2 separate regions of the Triticum aestivum genome follow, and region 1 is linked to region 2. The links are chromatin contacts, called in public Hi-C maps. All regions are on one chromosome and are shown on one strand. Each heading gives the region's core, a stretch centred on a gene start, on an enhancer-like site or on the middle of the called end of the contact. The rest is flanking DNA. Distances are from core to core; before and after follow the strand shown. Region 1 holds the start of LOC123093315 (probable serine/threonine-protein kinase PBL3). Region 2 holds the start of LOC123093314.

What was found. Hi-C and Micro-C count contacts between places; a contact is called where the count stands out from the background.
Region 1: a Hi-C map of leaf shows a contact between it and region 2, with 4 times the contacts expected there. The contact joins the promoter of LOC123093315 here to the promoter of LOC123093314 in region 2. A contact is called at or near these places in 2 of 5 Hi-C or Micro-C datasets (both in leaf).

The regions. Positions count from the first base shown.
Region 1 is chr4B:569,834,282-569,841,107 of IWGSC CS RefSeq v2.1, reverse strand. It overlaps LOC123093315 (probable serine/threonine-protein kinase PBL3), which reads left to right and starts at 5,328. Exons shown (of 6, transcript XM_044515241.1): 1 at 5,328-6,037. The coding sequence starts at 5,977.
Region 2 is chr4B:569,338,579-569,345,103 of IWGSC CS RefSeq v2.1, reverse strand. It overlaps LOC123093314, which reads left to right and starts at 4,071. Exons shown (of 3, transcript XM_044515240.1): 1 at 4,071-4,315; 2 at 4,465-4,749; 3 at 6,124-6,404. The coding sequence starts at 4,292. The coding sequence ends at 6,171.

The DNA of each region.
Region 1 (6,826 bases), core at 4,079-6,578, 490 kb before region 2:
GAGTCAACGACCGACCATTCCTAGAATGAATCGACAGCGAGGGGAAGACCAACCTTTTTCACATTCATGCAGCATACATGCATGGTGTTTCCGCTGGAGTGTGAATGCTCCCGACAGTTTGCTCGGATTAGCATAATTGACTCCGTCTGTCAGTGTCAGCGTTCGACACAAACGGGAGCCCCTTTTCCATTTAGTTCATCGACTGTCATGATTCCGGCACAATACTCGCTTCTCCATCTGCATTTCCTTCTTCTTTCTGTGGAATAATAATACTTATTTATGGCAGTGAACAGAAATAGGTTGACTAATTGAATCGCTGAGACACGACATATATATATATATATATATATATATATATATATATATATATATATATATATATATATATATGTATATATATAGGACAACAGTTTGGGACACCTAGGTGCCCAGGCTCCTTGCCTTTCAACCGCTCGATTGCGTTGAGATGCGTGTTCACATATTACATTACAATTGACTGATTTGGAAATAATTATGGCAGAATACCTACCATAAATATGGCCATTAGTAGCATGCAAGACAATAATTATGATGTAGTAGCAAATAGGAAAGAGAATGCCATGCATGGCAACGTTGCATATTTGAGAGCTATTAATTTGAGAGACACAAATCAGAAATTAATGCATATGGAGACATTTTTCATACGTGTATTAGTAAGATAAGAGGTATGTTGTACTCATCCGTGAAACATGCTTTTTTTACTAGGTATACGACATATTGAGTATATGATATCATGGGTATACCCAATGGGACGTTGTGTACAACTCGGTGTTAATGTTTATCTGAATGACATATACCTTGAAAATTAATTCATTAGAAACATACATACAAACACCCTTTGGGTACACGATATCATAGGTATATCCAATGTATACCTAATAGGTATGTACGTACAATTTGAAGATTACGATATAGGATAAACTAGGTATACAAAATAGGAGGTATGTTGTACTCTTATCGTCGTAGGGTATATTATAGCATGGGTATCATACATTAGTCATACGATATACTGAATATATATTAGAAACATACATACGAACAAAATGTAATAGTTCCAAAAATAAATTATTGAATATATATACGCACCTGCGTATACATATAATTTCGTTTGTAGGTATTAGCTACCCGTAGGAAACAAAAATACGTGTATTAGATACCCGCAGTAATTCAAAACAAATCAACATTAATACGATCTATTGTATGGCAAGTCTTCCATGCCTAATATTTAGAAAACAAAAATAAAATGTAAGCACGGAAAATCTTGCATGAAGAATAATTGGGAAACAAATTAAATATACCACACTTTCCAAAACAATCAAGGTGTCCAGGCACCTAGGTGCCCCATCTATTATATATATGGATTAGCCCGGGAAGTCGAACATTCCATCGGATCAAACGATCGAGACCGGATGGCGGCTAAACACCTCCATCGCCGCCTTAACAACAACCAACCAATCTGGTGCCAACAGCAGAACAAACTCTCTCATGTTCACCCCGGAAGCTTAGCCGCGGGGCTACTCTAGTTGGACACGCCTCTTCTCGTTAATTATGTTGTGTGAACCGAACACCTTTCGGTTAGATGCTGCTGCTCCTCATGGGTCGCGTGCCTCAACAGTGGGGTGATGCGTAAGGCATGATGAGATTGAGTAATCAACAAATGGAAACATTGTTAATTACCCGACAAAGAAGTGAGGGCGGGAAGCAAAGAATGCATAAACTTCAACGTCAGATTCTCATGCTCAATTTTGTTGTGAGAGTTTTAAAATGCGAGACGATAAGGTTGAGTATATACCAGTAGTAGAGTAGCTAGGATGAGTGCGTAGTACAAGACAAGATGTCCAAAACTCCCATTGCTGGAGGGGAATGGATAGAGTGCAAATAAAGCGAAAGAATACGTTCAAGCTACCCAAGGCCCAAGTAGGGGCAATGCATATACAACCATGACACAGTCACAGAATATCCCTTGTAAGCCGCCATACGGGATAAGTTGATCAGTTGTAAACCCCTGGCGTTTGTAACCTCCCCCGATATAGTGAAGTTTGGCTGGCTAGCGTCCATGGTTTTTTCCCTTCGTCTTGGAGGGTTTTTCACGTTGAAATCTTATGTCCCCTGCTTGTTTGTTTTTTCCGTCGAGTTGATTTGTCTGTCGTATCTTTAACACACGTGGTGTAGAACTGCATAGTAAAATTAGATGCATGATCATGCTTTATTTATATGTGTGAATGAATTATGGCGGTGTACTAACCAAACATCAACAATACGAGAAATCCAAAAAAAGGTACAATTCACTCCTCAAGGAATCCTCCATCCTCTCCAAAAGAAGGTACAATACCTGAAGAAGAAGAAGAAGAAGAAGATGGAATAACAAAATTGATGTCAATGCAGTCAAACCATCATCAGCCCGACGAAGACACATCCAACTCCCTCAGCGTTGACCACAATCCTATCGCTAGATCTGACGGTGCACCCACTACTAAAACCGAAGAAGAAACCGGAGGAGAAATTATTCCGCACCACCGCCATAAGAGCCGAAGCAACGGACAACATGACCTACTTGTTCATCCGATCACGTTGTGGGTTGTAGCGTCTCACGCGTTGTCAATGTAGGGGAATGTGCTAGGGAAAACAATTTTTTTTTACCGTGCAGGATCCAACCAAGATCACTATCAAGGTGCGGGTAACAAAGCCATACCCTTAACGAATACATCAGTGCAATGGACATGTTGACATTGTCGATGAAGACCTTTGATTCCATTGGCTAGGTTATACCTCTCAGCCGCGAAGATCCACCCTATCTAGCGTAGAAGATTACGACACCTCCAAGGTATCCACACGTATCAAAGTAGCACATCAATTCGTGGACCAACACAACGAAGCAGCAGAGAATCTAGATCTAATCTAGAGGAAGAGCAAGGTGCCAACTAGAAGGGTACAGGGCGCCGCCAGCAAGAGGGCTAGGCCAAGGGCTTGATGTCTCCCTGGTGCACTATCGGCCCTCCTTATATAGGTGGCCCGGTAGGGGGTGGCCGACCAAGGAAAGGAGCCCCACCTGCACGCGTCAGGGAGTCCTAATAGGACTCCATCTAGCTTGCCTCGAACCCCAATTCAAGGGGTCGTCCTACCTGGCCCAACCAGGTTGTGTTGCCCCCCCTCCCGCGCAAAGGGGAAGGCCTCGATAGGATCCTTTTGAAACATGACTTTTCTAGAAGTTTTTACCTAGTTCTAGAACCCGCGGTACCTTCCAAAACACTTTCGGACATCACCGAAACACTAGGACCTCTCGAAACACTTTTTGAACCTTTCTCTCCGAGTCTTCATTAAATCGTAGCATTACTAAATGTCGCTAACGTTAAGCGTGCGACCCTATAGACAGTGGCGGAGCTTCCTTAGGGCCAAGGTGGGCTATTGCCCTCCGCCCTAGTCTAGAAAAATCCTCTTGAATACCCTTACTTGTTAGGCTTAAATCTTGAAGATTATTGAATGTGTAAGTACAATTTGTCATCTTGGTACACTCAACTCTGTTTTTCCTCTTTAACATTCTTTGTCAAGCTCTATCACTACCTATAGGTTCGAGCATATGTGGGCATGTCTAGAACACCTTTCGTTCAACCATAATCAGCGGGACCTGGACACCCATGAGGATTCCCATATATCATTGAAGATCTTTGCCTTGCGATACGTTACACAACCCGAGGTGAGACTTTGACAACATTCTTGTTATCAACTCCTTGATCACTATACCTAGTTATCCTTGTTTCCGATTTGTACTCTTTCCTCGTTTCCGTAGTCTGGTATCCCGTGGCTAACTCTTTACTCACAATACCTGGTTAGGCGATGTTGGACATTGTAATACCCAGTGGACCCAGAGTTTATCTCTCCATCACCAGAGGGGCAAATTCCAGTCTTGACATATCACCTTTACAATTACCAAGTTACGTAATAACATATTATGACCCCGAATCAACCATCCGGTATCTGGGTCTATGATATAAGGACGCAAGTAAACGTCAAGATCTCGCAGTATTTCATAAGTGGGCATATCCAACAACATTGTTATTATAACAATGTGCTCTCATTATTATCGGCATCCTTGTTACATTAACAATGTTCATGCTCAGGAAATTAAGACCATCAACACTACATGAGCTAGTCCAGAGGCCTGACTAGGGATATGTTTGGACTTTATTATTTCACATATGCAATTGAGTTTTCCTACAAATCCCATATTCAGGAACCAATGTAATTCTAGCATAGAAAATAAACTTGATCGCGAACATGAAAAAAAATAACAACTTTATTATTGCCTCTAGAGCATATTTCTATAAGTCACCACCACCGGAAGGCTGAAGCGAAGGGCGACATAGACTTACCACAAGCCCAAGACAGGAAAAACTAAGACTCACACAGGTAGATATGGGCATCCCCTCGTTCTCCCACTGACAGAGCCAACTGAGGAGGAGAAGGGCGGCGATCAATCAGCAGAGGAGATACGACAGCTAAGAAAATAGGTAAGGCGGCGCAGAGAAAGAATGACTAGGTGCATGATTATGCTTAAATGGTACACGTTGGGGAAGTCACTTCTAGGAGTTTGGTAATGCAAAAGAATTACACTAGCAAGAGCACTTAGAAAAAAGAACTGACACTATAAAGATGATACAAATGACTACATTGCAAAAAAATTAAAAAAAATAAGCGCATCGCATTAAAATCGATATGTGAGGCGGAAAACCAATGGAGATCGATGCGGTATATGATCCACCGGCCACGTGACTAGGGTTTCTTTTGAGTGGCCCGTGTGCGACTCGGGATTAGGTGTAAGCGATAGAAATAATGGTTTTGCTATTTGATTTGAATATCCTAATTTCATTTATTCGGTGGGGCTGAAACAATTATCATTGAAAAAAAACAGTTTTATAAAGAAAAAAGATTCAATACTTTTGGCTTTAATGGGCTAAATGGAGTACAATAGGAATTGCATATAAATAGAATAATTATTAATGCTTGGGTTCTTCCAATTATGTGTAGCAACTGGAATCGCATACTTTTGGCTTTAAGGAAGAAGTAGCAATCAACAACGAATTCATGGCAAAGCATATTGACTGGTCTACCATTCTGTTTTTGCTTAAAGCCCCCTGTACAATCTCAGAGTTCACTTCCACCACCATCCAAGCGTACATCCAGACGGGTCTTCTCTGCACAGGGGCTAAAGATGGAACACTCAAACATATCGAGGTCCTGCACGCAAAGTTGCCGCCACCAACGTGTAGAAGAGAGAGACAGGGGCGGAAGATCCCACCACCCGCCGCTCTCATTCGCAGCTCCGTTCCCACCTGAGCCCAGCCGGTCGGTGGCTGCCGGCAGCAACCTGCTGCTACTTCCGTTGCTCCTCCTCCCTCCCCTCCCACTCCCTCTCAGCCCCAGCTCGAGCGAGAGAGCATCTCCCTCCCGAGCGACCGCGTCCGCCTCCCTCCCCTGCCCCCCGTGCGGTTCTTGGTGACGGCGCGGCGGCTTGGCTGGCCGGCCTCGCCTCCAGTTGACCCGACTGACTCTCCCCCATTCGGTCAGCCCGGAGGAGGAGGAGGAGGCGGAGGGGATTTGCTTGACTTTTTGAAGCTTCTCGCTCGTTTCTCTCCTAGCGTTGCGGCTGCCGGCCAACGGCCTCGCGGATTTTTCTCCAGTCTCACCCCCTCCTTCAAGTGGCGGCGGAGATCAGCTGGATCCAAAAGCCTCGCCAGAAACCGGCTGGGACTCTAGGGTTGGCTGCTCAGCTCAGTTGTCTTCGGCGGCTGCTCCTCCTGATCCCTCCCGTTGCCGCTGGCCAGCTCTCTCTGGCTTTGCTGACTTGACCCGGGACGGGGGAAAGAGGAGCAGAGTTCGCCTGTGGATCTTCGGGAAAGGAAGCTCATTCATCCTGTCAGCTGGGAGGTAGAGGAAGAGATGGGGAACTGCATGAAGTCCACGGCCCGGGTGGATCACAGCATGAACACTAGTGCCGCCTGTGAGTGCCTCTCTTACTACTTGCCCCTAATTATGTTTTGAACTCACTCTGTAAAGAGATATAAGAGCGTTTAGATCACAACTTTAGTGATCTATAAACGCTCTTATATTTCTTTACAGAGGGAGTAGTATGTATTTGTCAGTTTCTACTTACCTGCATCTTTTTTGTTCGATTGCTTTGGCTGTTTTGATTATTTGCAGTTCTTTGATTTGCTTTGTGTTGAATTGAGAGGCGTACCATATCTGGGGCAAATATGGATACCATGTTATGCATCTTACACTTCTATTTCAGTCACTAGTTTTTACCTACTTCGTTCCTCTGGTGCACCTTCGCCTCTATTTTTGGAGGAAATTGACTATTTATTATTAAGTTCGTCGGAGTTTGATTAAAACTACAAAGTTGATTTCTTCTTGACAAAAAATGTCTAGGGACTAGATTGTGAGAGATGATTAGTGCTAATGAAAAAGAAGAAGATCCCGCGTACACACGTCGTATACATGTACAAGTATAAGGATAGTGATCGGCCCATAACTATCTACATCGATCCACGCCTCCATCTATACCTAGCCGTCGCAACTCATCAGGCAGCGCGGCCGCCTCCTCAACCCTATGCGATGAATTCATCATCTGGTGCGCTAGCCGCTCACAATTCTTCGACGCTGTTTCTAATCTCTCCATGATCGGCCCATAACTATCTACATCGGTCCACACCTCCATCTATACCTAGCCGTCGCAACTCATCAGGCAGCGCGGCCGCCTCCTCAACCCTATGCGACGAATTCATCATCT
Region 2 (6,525 bases), core at 2,822-5,321:
ATCTTCGTCTTGATGCAAGCCCATGAAAATACACCTAACCCTATAAAGAAACTTCACAAAGATCATGGGTTAGTACACAAAGTGCAATGGACAATGCTTACCATACCATGAGATCACTTGACCCACTCGGTACATCTTTTACTTGAATCCACTCTTTGTACTTAGTCTTGATCAACCTTGTATCTTATCTTCTCTCTTCATAAAGGTGATGTCTTGAAGGTAAACATGAATGTTCACACAATCTTCTTCTTCAAGACATGCTTGCAATAGCCTCAATTCTCACATGACCAATTTTTGGATAAATCCTTGAATAACACCTTGGTCAACACATAATCTTCTTCTAATAACCTTGAAACCAACAAATGATCTTCAAGCAATGCTTATGAACAAACCCTTCAAATATAACTCAAGACGACCATTAGTCCATAGGGATTGTCACCGATTATCAAAACCAACCATGCGGCACCATGCTCTTTCGGCATTAATGCTAGGCGAATGATCCGACATCAGTTTGCCTAATAGGAGAGAGAAGAATGGTACCCTTGAAAACAACAGACTCGGTGTCGATTGGTCTACGAAGTTTGATGTATCTATCGACCCTGTACTCGGTGCACCTTCTTCGTAAAACAGGTCCGTCGCATCTTTGAGCGAAGGACACTAGCAGCGCGACCCAGCCTTCCCAGCAGGGCAACTGACTAGGCAAGCAGGCAGAAATCTCGGGCCAGCGCCTGCGCGAGCCAAACAACCCGACATAGTGCAAACGACGCTGACAGGGCGGACCCAGCCTCACCCCGCATGGGTGGGGCAACGCCGAACATCATTATCGGTCTTATTGATCAGTGCAAACACTTTACGGATCATTCCTACATGTTGTTCATAGACTGCTTTGCTTCGTTGCTGCAAATGATCTTTGCGTGATGGACGTGAACAAGTCATTTAGAGAAAATCCAATGGGGTGACCCAAACGGACGGTGATTTCGTCCACTTTTTGTCTATTTGGGTCGGCCGCCCGCCCGGCGCCCGCCCTGTTTTAGATATAGGTCGGCAGCGCGCCCAATGCGCCGACCCATATGTGCCAGCGTGGCCGGCTGGCCGCCCTATTTTGCATTGATGAATTTGCATAGTTTAAACCGAATAAAATAGCATAGTTATTACAAACCGAATAAAAATAAAAATGTCTCACATAGTTTTGCAAACTAATAAAAGAAGATACATCTATTAGTTGCCAACATGAGCCCACATATGCTCAACCAAATCATTTTACAGTTGCACGTGAGTTTCTCAATCACGCATGTCTTGATGAAATTGGGTGAACTGTTCAAATGTTGCCGCTCCTCCATGCTCAGGCACAACATTCTCACCCTGAAACTGAAACCCTTGATTGTATAGACGTTCCAGGCGCTCGCCTTCTACGATCATATTATGCATGATCACACAAGCAGTCATCACCTTCCACAATTTTTGCGTGTTTCGGGTATTAGCAGGATACCGAACGATGCCCCATTGAGATTGAAAACACCAAAGGCATGCTCGACATCCTTCCTAGCACTCTCTTGCTCTTGGAAAAATCTTTTCCTCTTCTCTCCAACAGGGTTGGGTATTGTCTTGACAATAGTGGTCCACTGAGGATAGATACCGTCACCCAGGTAGTATCCTTTGTTGTAGTTGTGGCCATTGACAGTAAAGTTCACCAGTGGTCTGTTGCCTTCGGCAAGCCTAGCAAACACTGGCAAGCGCTGAAGCACGTTGATATCATTGTGTGATCCGGCCATGCCAAAGAAAGAGTGCCAGATCCAGAGATCTTGAGATGCCACGGCCTTTAGTATGACAATGCAAGACCTGACATGGCCCTTATACTGCCCTTGCCAAGCAGAAGGGCAGTTCTTCCACTCCCAGTACATGCAGTCTATGCTACCAAGCATCCCTGGGAAGCCCCTGCTGGCATTCATCGCTAACAAACAGGCTGTATCTTCAGCTGTCGGCTCTCTCAAGTACTTAGGGTCAAACACAACAATAACAACCTTGCAGAACTTATACAGGGACTCTAGGCATGTAGACTCGCTCATACGGACGTACTCGTCAATGAGATCACCGGGCACTCCGTATGCAAGCATTCGGATGGCGGCAGTGCATTTCTGATAAGAGAAAAAATCAATCTTGCCAACGACATCCTCTTTGCACTCGAAATAGTATCATAGCCGACCACCCCCTCTCGAATACGGTTGAAAAGATGCCTACTCATACGGAAACGGCGTCAGAATTTTTTATGTTTGAACAACAGGTTTGTTGTATCAAAATAGTCCTTCCAAAGAAGGAAATGCCCGCTCTCTTGGTTGCGATTCAACGCCGGAAGGTGGCCCGGAATGGAGCCACGGAACAACGGCCGCTGGCTGTTGAGGTGGTGATGGACCAACACGGCAACCAATATCTCCTCGTAGTCATCGGACGACGAATCGTCGGAGTCGCAAAGGAAATTGTGAAAAAGAAACTCATCGACGGAGTCCATTTTATACCTTGACAAACTATCGAACAGTTTGCGGGCGTCGATGAAGGAGATAGCCGGCGAAGGGAGTCGCGACGCGCACGGATCAGCTAGCTGCCCTGCCGGCGTCCGACGAGTGGGCCGGCGTCCGAGAGTGTACCGGTGAGGATCTGACCGGGCGGCGAGGCGGCTTCTTGGTCGGGTCGGCTGTGTGGTGGGGGCGCGGGGGTGGGAAACAGTCGGCTCCCCGGCGACAAGACGGCGGTGGCGGGCGACGTGGGAGTGGGCGGCGTTGCTGAGCGGATGTGGAGACGCCGGCAGCTGACAGAGTCACCGACAAAAATGGGCGACGGCGTAGGCGACGAAGGAGGTGGGCGAGGGTTGATGTTGGATGAGAGAAGACCAATGTGCCACCGACCAGCGAGTCCGGATGAGAAGAAGGCCTGCGTGCGCGCGTCCATCGCGTGTCGCGCCGACGTAAATCAAGCTCAAAAATGAACCGGAAATGAGTCGCCCGTAAACAAAAATCGGACGCGCGTCCGTTTAGATCGGCGCGTTGGGCTGTTTTTTGTGTCCGCGCCGACCCAAACGGCCGGCGACGGATGAAATGGATCGTTCCATTGCAGTTGCTCTTTGTTTTACGCCAATAACATCTGAGTCGCTCGGAGCAACTTGTGTTCCCAACTATCGAAACCTCCATCGCCTTGGCAACCGAATCCCTTGCCCGCGAAGTCTCTAGCACACACTACTATAATCCACAGCAGAATCAGTGGCAGGTGTCCGCAACGGAAGTTGCTATACAAACGATGAACATGCAGCCGATGCCTGAACGATTCTTACGTGGCAGCGTGAAGAGCGACCATGCAAGGAGGCTCGCTGTTGGGGTGGAAGTGCCGTTCGCAGGTCGTGCATAAACCGTCGTCCGTGAAGCAATTTCGGTCCGCAACTGTCGGATGACTACTCTGAAATCGTTTGTTATTCAGAACCGGACTTCCAAACCCTCCAGTTCAGAACTCGCCAGCTCATTAAACCCTAATCGACGTGCGAGAGCGAACGTACTACGCCACCACACATTCTTTGCAAGCTGCCGCCCAACCCACGCCAGCAAAGACGAGGCGAACTCCCCGTCTCCGGTGAGCTGGACACACGGAGCCGCCGACCTTTCTCGCCGCCTTTTCGTGCTCCCTGGCCAGAAAGAAAGACGGGCAAAGCTTATCCCAAAGCCGTGTGAAGCTCCCAGCTAGTGGACGGACGTCTGGGTCTGGACCTGGGCGGCGCCACTGGCCGGCGGGCCCAGAGCACCACACGCCCCATCAATACGTCGACGTGCCACCAGCTGTGTCCTCCCTCAGACGGCAGACGCGTCACGCGTGCGTGCTGCACGACACAACGGGCAGTAGTACCACATCCACGACGTCTCCGGCGGCCGCCTAATCGCAGTCCAAATTACGTTTAGACAGCAATGATTAGTGGAGGGGTTAGTTAAGCCCTGAGGTTTGGCCGTGGTGGGCGCCCGGCGTCAGCTGATTGATTACCAGCTGTGTGGGTGTGAATTTTCTCTGGCCGTCAACCTATATAAGTACAGCCCCGTCGATCTCCTTCCTCTGCCCAGTCACTGTCCACACACATCTCCCTTGTAGTTTTGTACCACCCCTCTCATCTCATCCGATCCAAGCTAGACAAGTCCCGCACTGTGCTGTGGTGCTCCATCTAGCTAGCTTTTCTTGCTTAGCTTCCAAATCTGCTCCACTGCTCCAGCGGCACAAGAAAATATCAGCGGTGCGTGCGTGCGTCTCCGAGAGATCATCCATGGAGAAGGACAACCACAAGGAGGTGAGCCCAATTCCCACCCCCCCCAACGGATCCTTCCGGCTTTCGTGCCGGAGAGATCGAATCCTCCTGCTGTTCATCCATGGATGCTTCTTCTTGTTCGCGATCTGGTTTGTTAGAAGATTAATTTCGATGCGTGCGTGTGGGTGCAGGGGGAGGGGGCGACCGCGTGGATGACGGTGCCGGCGTTCGGGGACTGGGACATGAAGAACGGCGCCATGCCGGACTACTCCATGGACTTCTCCAAGATCCGGGAGATGCGCAAGCAGAACAAGAAGGAGCTCTCCCGCGCCAGCCTCGGCGGCGACGACGACCTCCTCGCCCACCACAAGCAGCAGCAGCACCAGCAGCAGCCCGCCAAGGCTCCCCAGCCCACCAAGCTCGGCGCTCCGGCCAAAGACCACGGCCCGCTCCACGGCCGCGACCACTCGCCCACCGTAAGCAACCTCGCCTTCCCTCCCTTCTGCTTACTATTCGGATTGCTAGTTTGACAAGTCATGGATTCGCCGCCGCCCAACGGTCAAAAGAGGATCCCCGTGTCCACAACTTTTCTCCATTGTGGAAAAGGAAGAAAAAGAAACTTTTCTCCATTTCGATTCGGCTGTTCTTATCTGACCCGGAACTAGTAGCATAAAGACTAGGACTTTCTGCGGTAGCTAGTATACTTTCAGTATAAGCGGCGCTGCTTAGGAGCAGTATAATATTCTTTGCTTGTTGAACAGCAGCAGCCATGGGGTTCTGCTGGGTCAAACTCGTATTCCAACGCACTGATATTTGACCGTGGACGGTGGAACACAGCACAGTAAATTCCACAAGTACTGGCTATTTACTCACCTGTTTTCATGTGCAAGTACTTCAAAGAAGTGCTAGGAAAAGAAAGTACAAACGAGTGAACCTGACTGTGTATCACAGCGTAGAACATGCTGATAGCCATTCTGTTACTCTGCATTTATCTGATGGCTCTTCTGAGCTGCAAGTGCAAAGCCTGTTACGATGAACCGGAGAAAACAAGTACAACACCGAAAAGTCGAACCGCCCCCTCTGTTTCAGGGGTAGTAGTGTATGATTAAGCAAGTTTAGATGATTATCATGGGCCCTATGCAATGTTCATGGCGTCTACCCGCAGCTGCATCGACAATGAGTGGAGTCGGTTCAGCTGATATAGGTAGGTCGGCAGATATATCAACCCGTAGCACCGGCCACTCCAAGTCTCCAACCATTTGCATCTAGTGCTTTGTCACAACTCACGGCTGATTGGCAAGGACAAATCATCTCATTTTCCTAATCATATATTACTACTCGATATATGTATGCCTCTGAAAGGCTGTACCGATAAAGCGATGAATGACATGAGTATGTCCTTGTCCATGGGACATCCAGTTAATTATGTTAGGAATCCTAGCTGACGATAGATGATTAGAATGAACTAATAATGGGTCGAGTCAGTCGGTAGGCTAATTTCCCTTTAGGTTGCAGGTATGAAATGAAATGTATGATGAGAAGTGGCAAAAATAGGATTGAGGACACCGAGAATTAGTTATCAACGGCCTTGTACGTACAGCTTGATTGACACCGAACCTTCATCCAACATAGTTTCGCAAACAACATTTCACAACTGCAATCCTGTGAGGCGTCGCCGTCGCACAACCTGGTTAGCTAGTTGGCAAAAAAAGAAGGAACATAAAGTTATACTACTTCAACTTCAGGCTTCAGCTGTGGCATACTATATATATTCTTGCTGTATCACCTGGCTGATGGCTACATGTAATGTATAATGTAATGACCTGGAAGGAATTTGTTTGTTGATGCAGGGAAGGAAGAGGTTCCTGAGCTATTTCCAGTGCTGTATCAAGGCCTGAAGACCAGCTGCTGCCACTGCCCTCCGTCGAGGTATCACAGCATGAAGCAGCTTAGCAAATTTAGCCTAGGCTTCTTTGGTGTTTGGTCAAGCTTGCAACTCAAATGTGTAATATAATTCCACGTCCTGACGCTACCTGTTTAGAGCACGAAACGGTTTTATGTGGGGAACAGATTGCTCGTGAATGTCAAGGTTACTATCTTGCCTAGTAGTAATAATATTCACCGGGAGAAATGGCATCTTGTATGATAATTTTGAACACCCTTACAACTTACATCAAACTGGCCATACTTCGACATCGAGTCATCAGGAACCCTAGAGCGATCCCCCCAGCTTCGACATCGAGTCATCAGGA